Linked DNA regions of Mus musculus: regions 1 and 3 are each linked to region 2. Evidence: chromatin contacts called from public promoter capture Hi-C data. All regions are on one chromosome and are shown on one strand. Each heading gives the region's core, a stretch centred on a gene start, on an enhancer-like site or on the middle of the called end of the contact. The rest is flanking DNA. Distances are from core to core; before and after follow the strand shown. Region 1 has its middle 15 kb from the start of Mettl22. Region 2 holds the start of Usp7 (ubiquitin specific peptidase 7). Region 3 overlaps Tmem114 (transmembrane protein 114).

Region 1 (2,778 bases), core at 14-2,513, 280 kb before region 2:
CCTGAGGTCCCCTGTAACCTTACAGTTCAGGCTCTGCTGAAGTGGTGTGATCACTAGCAATCACAGCCAGTGGATTCTGGGTGGTTGGAACCAGCCCTGAGTTGGAGATTTCAGACACCGATGAGTGAGAGCAGATTAGAACAGAGTCGATAGGGTATATAAACCTTTGGGGGGGGGGGTGTACATCATTGGCTGAGGCCAGGGTGCTAGGATTGCCTCACTTGCATGAGGAGGAATTCCAGGTACTGCTGGACATGACTTTATAAGGGGAAAGGAGGTTTATCCTGACTACCAACTGGCTAGGTGACCACCAACGGTGGGGCAAAGGTGGAGGCACAGGGCTAAGTGCGCTAGGACACGCGGGGCAGGGCAGGAGGTGAGCAATCCTACTCCTGCAGATCTCCAGCCAGATTTCCAAGGTTCGAACAGGTCTCAACCTCACTCTTGCTCCAGGCCTGCTCCCCACAGGTCTCTGACTCCGCAAACTCATATTACCCCATCATTCCAGCCTCTGTGTAACCCCTTTATCTGTGAGGACAGTCAGTGCTATGAAGCCTGGTTGCCTGGGTCGTGTTCCCTGCGCAAAGCCTCCAGTACCCTCTAAGCTCCTCCAGTGCTTTCCCCGCGGAGCTCAGCATTGCTGCCTGGAACACATTTTCCCAACTGAGAAAGAAGAAATCAAAAATGTTGTTTTTGCACAAGCCACCTTTTCACCCATGGCTAAAATCCTCCCACAGAGCATTAATATCCAAAGCCATTTGGAAAGCAAGCTGGGAACTTGGCCTCCCGGAGACTGTAGTAACTGAATTTGCACCATGAGCCAGAAGTGGCCTGGCTGGGGACAGTGGGAATGAGAGGGCATGAGACAGGCATCTGGGGATTGGAGTTGCCCAACCCCCCCCCCTTCCCCACCAACAAGCAAGTGAGCCTCTGCTTCCTGATCTTCAAAAAGCTTCCCTCGGGGAAGCTGGGGAAAGTAGAGCTGACACCCCTTAGAACACAGCGGGGGCTGAGCCTGTGTGTCCAGCGGATGTGAGAGCCATTCCCTAAGCAGAGCACTGGTAGCTAACCGGAGAAGATGCGACCCTCCCTGCAAGCCTGCCACCCCGCCTCAATTAGATTTGGCTTGCAAAATGTTCCCAAGATGAAAGGAGCTGCCAGGGAGCCAGATAATCAAAGCTTCTTTGTGACCTGAAGTTCCTAGCCTATCACTGGCTGGCAAAGAGAAAATGAGAGGTAGAGAGAGAAGAGGAAATTACAAAAGACCACAAAACAGGATGAGCCTGGGCAAAAGCATCCCCGCCCACTCTCTGACTAGTATAGATAGGGGAGGTGTGGGGGAGAAGTGCAGGGTGAAGGCCTGGTATTAGCCTGTCCATCTCTCCTACATAGGGAAGCTGGCACTCAGCAAGAGTAAGGCTCACTCCCAGATCTGCCCAAGGCTCACACCTTGCCTTTCTTCTACTACTCGGGATGATCCTGACCATATTTTATCCCTTTCTTCAGGGTCTTTCCTGGCCATATTTTATTCCTTTCTCTGTCCTGAACTCTGCTTCCCATCTACCAAGTCAGTCAGCATTTTACACACACACACACACACACACACACACACACACACACACCTCAACCTGTCCCTGGATGTTCCTTACACGATGCCGCTATAGAATCAAGGGTTGTTGAGTAACTAGCTGATGGAGCTGCAGTTTTCTCAAGGATCTGTCCCCTGAGAGACTCCCTGCTCCAGTAGATGGCCTAAACCCATGTATACACAGCCAGCACTAGGTGAATTCAGCAGCTTGGGAGGCTTGGGGAAGGGAGGGGAGAGACAGAGCACGCAAGCATGTGAAGTTGAGAGGGAAGTGTGGAGGAGCAGGAGAGGAATCAGATGGGAGAGAATGGGAGACAGACTTGATCAAAGCGCATTCCATGCACATATGAAATTCTCAAACAATAAAGAATAAAAAAGAGAAGGAGATGAGAAAGCATGTCCAAGGAGATCCCTTGCCACCATCATCCAGGGGCCACGGATGCTTGTGGTCCACTGTGCTGCCAGGTAACTGGATATCAGGCTCACACTGCACATAGAATCTCAAGGGACCAGTTAAAGGTGGGCATGTGGCTCAGGTGATGGCATCGTGGCTTGGGAAGCTGGTGGGCCAAGCTGAAAAGGCTTTTCCTGAGGTGATGACTCGTCAGCTACGGTGTCCTAATTGGAAGCATTAGGACCAGAGTTTGGAGCCCCAGGATCCACATCAGTGCTGGTGGGCATGAAGACCTGCCTCTAAGTCTAAAGAAGACAGGATCCCTGAGCAAGCTGGGTAAGGAGACCAATGTGCCCAAATTCTCTGGGGCTGACTGGGAGACGTTGCCCAGGGCACAAAGTAGAAGGATGACTGAGAATTATCAGCATCAACCTCAGGCCTCTACATACTCACATACATGTGCCCACACACATGTGAAGCATGCATATTCACATATACACAGCACACATGGAAACAAAAAAAAAATCAATGAATATTTTTGTCCTGTGACATAAGTAAGGGAGTCTGGCCCTCCCTGAAACAGGCCTTGCAAGTATAAGAGCCCTAAATGGAGAGGGTTACAGGCAGGACAAGGTCCAGAGGCAGGAGGATGACTGTTAGCTTGTGTAAGTTATATTCTAACTAGTCCATTCTGTGGGATTTTCTATATGTCCCACTCCCAGCAATGTTCTGGGTACTTTGCAAGCACCAGCACAAACTACAAAGAACATAAAGTCTCTTTGCCTAATCTGACAAT
Region 2 (2,758 bases), core at 211-2,710:
AACTCTCCACTTTAGACGTGCATGAAATTATAGCATAAAAGGAGTACACTAATCTCCCAAAGGTGAGTTCCATCAGCTATTTGGTTTAATCGCACTTGCCAGACACTCTGAAATTACTGATTTGCTGAGGCCAAGAGAAACAGCCTAGTCCTTGGCATGAACTTCAGCTTCCCCCTTCCCCCGGCCCCCTAGGGCCTTTTTCCCTCTGCTGCATGGTCAGACAATTGTTTGATTCCCACTGATCACCATCAAGTTATTCACAGGGGGGGTCAAGAGTCAGTATTCCTAGCCTAGAGCATGCTACATCATACACAACAAATACAGTTTTACCCCAACTTCCTAGGAACCTTCATTCATTTATGAAAGCCACTATCACTTGCTGAACGGTCCATTCATTGCCCCTCACTGGGATTCCTGCCTGTCTGACCCCTTTAGGGCAGGTAACCGCGCATACTGCCTTCACTTAAAGTACCAAGTCAAAAGAAAAGAAAATGACCAACCCAGCATGAGATCCCGAAGCCAGAGTCCCTCCACTGCGCTTTCACAGCAAACCTTGATAGCGAAGCTCTACAAACAGTATAAAATCCAGTACCAAGATAAATTCCTGCGGCTCCGGTAGAAAACATAGTTACCTCCAGAACTTAATCTGCTTCTGCAGTAGGCCAGCCATGTGCGGCGGAACTCCATAGTTTCAAGCACACTTTTTAGCCGGACGTGGACGGCACCACCTACAGCCAGGTACCCAAACTCCTCCACAAGCCCAGGTAACTTATAAACTAGGCGAACCTGAGTACTTTCCCAGCAAGTCCAAAGGCTGAGGGCAGCTGCGCGCCTTGCAGGTGTCTCCGCAATTAAGCGCGACGCCCGGCAGAGCGCTCGGAAGTTATTGGGGGGAGGCTCTCCGGGGGCGCGTTCAGAAGCAGGTGCAGGGGAACCTGCGCACCCGCTCCCATACCCACCCCAAGAGCTCAGGGGCCGGGGAGCAGGCCCAACCAGCCTGGCCAGAGCCACACACCCCGGAAAGAGGACGGTCCCCGGGGCCCGCCTCCCAACCTGGGTACCCGGAGCCAACACACCTCGATCCTAATTTACGACTCCGGCGCTTTGTGCCCAGCAGCCCGTGCGCTGCACAATGCGTGAACTCGGGGGTCCGGGGCCACCCCCCGCCGGGCCGCATGACTGTGCAGCCCCGGCCCGGCAAAAGCGCCGGGCCGAGCGGGGCCGAGCGGCAGCCCGGCCTGGTTAAAGATGGCGAGGCCCTCGCGTGGCTCCCGCGGCCGCCCGGACCACAATGAAAGCGCCGGCCCCGCTGCGGGCCTCACCTTCCATCTCCATGTCCTCGGGCTCGCTCAGCTGCTGCTCGCCCGCTTTCTGCTGCTGCTGCTGCTGCTGTTGGTGGTTCATGTCGGCCGCGGCCTGGGCCTCGCCTGCGGCCGGAGGCCCGGGCTGCGGGCCCGGCGGGCGGGCGGCTGCTAGCAGAGGCGGCGGCGGCGGCGGCGGCGGGGCGGCCTCCTCCTCTTCCTACCCGCGCGTCGTCGGCGGCGGCGGCCCCGGGGCGGCCCGCGGCGGGCGGCGGCGGCGGCGGCGGCGGCAGGGAGACGCGCACGTACTTGCTCGCGATTCGCCCAATCTCGGCGCCGAGGCGGGCGGGCGGCGGCGGGCCGAGCCGGGCGGCCTCCTCGCTCGCTGCGGCCGCCGCTGCCGCCGCCGCCGCCGCCGCCGCAGGGCCCGCCTCCCGCCGCCGGGGCCGGGGCTGCGGGGCCGCGGGCCGGCCGGGGGCGGAGGGCGGCCGGGCGGGGGCCGCGTAGTCAGCCCCGCCTCGGACCGGGCGCGGAAGGCTGGAGGCCGGGCGGGCCGCGGCGAGCCTGCGGGCCCGGGTGTGGGCTGCGGCGGCGACCGCTGAGGCTGCGCGGGCGGGTGACCGGCTGGCCGCGCTCGGGGCGCTGAGGCCTCCGCCTCCTCGGCGTCGTCGTCGGGGCTCCGGCAGCGGACGCGGCGCCCGGCGGCTCGGCTCGGCTCAGCTCGCTCTCAAAATGGCGGCGGCGTGAAATGTCACATCCGCATGGGGGGCGAGAGCGGAGCGAACGAGACGAGGGCGGGCGGCGGGCGGAGCGGGAGGCGGAGCGGGAGGCGGAGCAGGGAGCGGCCCGCCCGCCGCCACCGAGGAGCACCCACCCCGCGCGCCGGCCGCCCGCCCGCCAGCCCTGCTGGAGCGGGGCGCCGGGGTCTCCTCTGTGAGGCAGCGGAGCGCAGCCCAGGGCCGCGGGGCTCCGGCTGAGGGTAGGGGTGCTCGCGGGAACTGGGCTGGACAAGGAGCCCAAGGCGCGGCGCCGTTTTACGGCCCGTAACCGGCCCCGGGATTCTCACCCGGGCAAATACGTGGGAAACTTAACTCTTTTGCACCCTAGATCCAATAAGGCAAAGTGTAGTCCTTCGGCTCTCACCTATCCCAGCATTCATTTATTTCCTCTCTAGGAGATCAGGTTGGCCACGATCGTCCACTGGGAAAGAGTCTCTCGGGTAGTCCAAGCTGGCCTGGAACTTTTCATGGTGCTTGATGGACACCTGATCCTCCTGCGTCTACCTTTCTAAGTTTTAGGAGTCAAATTTTTTTAAAAGCGAACTTTTCAATACAAGAAATTTGAAGAGGGAAAATCTGATTGATTTAAGGCCTAAGCGCCAACTGACTTGGGGGGGGGGGGGTAGCACATGCCTTTTTAATCCCAGAATTTGGGAGGCGGAGGCAGAGGCTGAGGCA
Region 3 (2,977 bases), core at 284-2,783, 330 kb before region 2:
AAACTCTAACTCTCTGAGCCTGTGAGTCCCGACTTTAAAATGGTCGTAGCGTTTGGTCACAGCAATAGAAAAGTAACTAAGACAGTCCTTAGGATGTTGGTGTCACAGAAAGGCTATGATGTCATTGGTGACTATAGTGGTGTCATTTGATGACAATGTCCTGCGAGGATGGTGACATTGTGAAGGTATGATGTCATGATGCTGAGAACAGTGTTGTCATCTAATAACACGCACCAATGGCCGTGAAACCCACTGACGCACTGGCAGCTCCTGCAGTTCCTTCAGCCCAAGGATCCCCACCTCCCATCCTGGGCTGCAGTCCCCAGTGACTCCTGCTGAGTACTGCCAAGCTCCACACTAGGCTGGGCGAGGGCTGACATCTGGCCTTCAAGCTGGGCACAGACACAGAGGTGAGCATCTGAGGATGAAACTGTGGTTTCGAGGGATGTTCGTACTGGTTGTGCCTGCCCCTCTTCCTCTGGGGGCCTCCCGACACCCCTGGAGAAGTACAGAGGACCAACACTGCCCAGCTGAGTGGTCCAGGGGGTCTCTAGCCTCTGAGATACATCTGTTAACATTTCCAAAGTGAGCCCCTAGCCCAGAAACTCCTTGTACCAGAAAACCTTTCCTATGGAGAATTAGGCAGTACTCTTCCCAAATCCTCCACTTCCCTCCTCCACCCCAACTCCCCTCTCTCACTTCCCTCTCCTCCACCTCCACCCCAACCCTCCCACATGCCCTTCTTCACCTCCACTCCCCTCCTCCTCCACTCTCTGTTCCCCCCTCCATCCCTTCTTTCCTACCCCCTCCACTTCCTTCTTTAACCCCTCCCTCCACTTCTCCCTGCACTCTACTCTCACCGACCCCCTCTATTCACACACACTGGCTGGAGTGACTCACTCAGGAAACCTTCCCTCCTTGGTGCTGGGACCCCAGAGCTCTGACTTCTCCCTGGTGCTACCCACTGTGTCCTCCTGTCTGGGTCCAGGTTGTGTGAAGCTTAAGGTAGCATCTGAGGTAGAAGGACCCCACAGGACCCTGGGACGCTGTGCTGGCAGACAGGGTGACTCTTCTTTTCTTTTCTTTTCTTTTCTTTTTTTTTTTTTTTTTTTTTTTTTTGGTTTTTCGAGACAGGGTTTCTCTGTGTAGCCCTGGCTGTCCTGGAACTCACTCTGTAGACCAGGCTGGCCTCGAACTCAGAAATCCGCCTGCCTCTGCCTCCCAAGTGCTGGGATTAAAGGCGTGTGCCACCACCGTGACAGGGTGACTCTTGAAGAGCCAAGCATGCCCGTGTCTCTGTGCACCTTTGCACACGTTATCCCACCTCTCTGATCCACCCAGCATCTTCTCACAAAGAAGAGAAGCTGATCCAAAGGGCAGGGCCAAGGACAAAATGAAGCCAGAGGAGGCGCAGGGTGAGGCAGAGCTCAAAAACTACCGGGTGACTAGGATTGGTGTTTATTTCAGGTGATAAGGGCTCCACACTCCCTCTCTTCCGGACTACCAGAAGCACACACATGCGCACATCACAGCAGACTGGGCAGCCCAGATAGCACAAAGACAGCAGCCAGGGGGCACTCATCCTCAGCGAGCCACCACTGGCTTTCTGGCTTCTGTCAATGGTATTTGAGTAAGAAAAGGTTGCCATCCACTGAGATGGGTCCAAAAGGCCCTGCGCCTCCTGGGTTGGCCAAACTCAGATGGCTTGGTCCTGCCTCTGGCTCAGGCTGAGCGCACGCGCCGCTGCCAGGAAGACCACCCCAGTGAGCAGCTCAGATACAAAGCTAATCCAGCCGAGGGCCAGAGACCAGCCAAAGCGTATATCCACCTGATCCAGCAGGGCCCTCTCCTCCAGGAGGCATACTGCCTCTCGGAAGGCAACTGCTGAGTACGCAATGTAGATGCTGATTCCAGTGAGGGTCACCATGGCTGCAGGGAAAGACAGGGACAGTCATTCAGGACCTCTTGGTCTGCTCCTCCTCCTCCTCCACCCAGTTCCCTCCTGAACCCCCACCCCTTCTCTCCTCCACCCCCTCAGCTTCCTTCCTCACTCTTCTTTCAACTCCTCTTCCTCTCACCTCCTCCGTCCTTCCTGCCTCCATCCTTCTCCATTGTGCCTGAGAAGTCCTGGAAAGAAGCTATGTCTGCCAAGGCGGGTTGATTAAGACTTCGATGATGTAGATTTGTCCGTCCCCGCCAAAGGGCTTATCGGGCTGTCAGCAAGCCAGCCCTAGAGCAGCCTTCTCCGCATCTTACTTAAACTCACCTATCCAAATGTACCCACCGATGGACCACTTATGGCTTTCTTTATTCGTTGCCATAAAACGTTCCATGAATTTCTACTTCATTGGAACATGATATTTGTGGAGACGGAAGACCTGAATCTCTGTTCCCAGACCATGGTCACTAATAGTCAGCTCCAGGAAAAAAGAAAAAGAAAAAAAAAAAAACTTCTATTCTTTTAACATAAGAGCTGGATTTTCTTCACATACACCTCTTTCTCTTCTCTTTCTCCTCCCTCATCTCCCTCCCCCTACCTTCCTCTCCCTCCTCTGTCTCTCTCCTCTTCCCCTCTCCCTCATTATGCAGGTCTGTCCTCCCAGCCAAACTGCTGCCAACATCAGGAGTTCTGCTGGCCTGGAGGGGGCAGAGAGGGTCTTAGCACCCTCACCTGAGGATCTAGCCACCACCATTAGAAGCATTTCTACCCTAATTTTTTGTGGGCTTGTGGGAAGGGTTGGAGGAGATCCGGAGGGGAGAAAAGGGGTAGGCTTCATCTACACAGCCACAGGGAGTCATCACACATGCTGGGTGGGTGCAGACCTCCTGGGGTGGCTGCTTTAAGGTCATCTATGCTCTGCCTCACCCACTGCTCTGCCTGTAAGCCTCATAAACTCACAGGTTCCCCTGGTGAACTTCCGTTGAATCAGTGAATCATTGGGACCCAAGAAGGGGGAAAGATGTGGTTTACAACTTT

The links. Promoter capture Hi-C pulls out the DNA fragments that hold promoters and counts their contacts.
Region 1: a promoter capture Hi-C map of the HPC-7 cell line shows a contact between it and region 2. The contact joins the enhancer-like site here to the promoter of Usp7 in region 2. A contact is called at or near these places in 10 of 39 promoter capture datasets (the C10 cell line, the HPC-7 cell line, cranial neural crest and 7 more), 2 of 115 datasets of contacts at active chromatin or transcription factors (bone marrow-derived macrophages and memory CD8 T cells) and 2 of 9 other capture datasets (adipose tissue and liver).
Region 3: a contact with region 2 is called in a promoter capture Hi-C map of pre-B cells. The contact joins the enhancer-like site here to the promoter of Usp7 in region 2. A contact is called at or near these places in 7 of 39 promoter capture datasets (the C10 cell line, the HPC-7 cell line, cranial neural crest and 4 more), 1 of 15 datasets of contacts at CTCF or cohesin (the NIH/3T3 cell line), 1 of 484 Hi-C or Micro-C datasets (B cells), 11 of 115 datasets of contacts at active chromatin or transcription factors (astrocytes, bone marrow-derived macrophages, craniofacial prominence and 6 more) and 4 of 9 other capture datasets (adipose tissue, embryonic stem cells, liver and 1 more).

What each region holds. Positions count from the first base shown.
Region 1 is chr16:8,454,103-8,456,880 of GRCm38.p6, forward strand. No RefSeq gene overlaps it. Among named protein-coding and RNA genes, the nearest start is that of Mettl22, 15 kb to the right of the region's middle. Within about 2 kb of position 1,264, at least 41 of the 459 cell types and tissues checked have an H3K27ac peak or open chromatin away from gene starts, as enhancers often do. A contact at or near this core is called in the HPC-7 cell line and memory CD8 T cells, where this site is marked.
Region 2 is chr16:8,736,882-8,739,639 of GRCm38.p6, forward strand. It overlaps Usp7 (ubiquitin specific peptidase 7), which reads right to left and starts at 1,461. Exons shown (of 31, transcript NM_001003918.2): 1 at 1,323-1,461. The coding sequence starts at 1,404.
Region 3 is chr16:8,407,833-8,410,809 of GRCm38.p6, forward strand. It overlaps Tmem114 (transmembrane protein 114), which reads right to left. Exons shown (of 4, transcript NM_029070.2): 4 at 1,444-1,929. The coding sequence ends at 1,697. Among named protein-coding and RNA genes, the nearest start is that of Gm24579, 6.5 kb to the left of the region's middle. Within about 2 kb of position 1,534, at least 10 of the 459 cell types and tissues checked have an H3K27ac peak or open chromatin away from gene starts, as enhancers often do.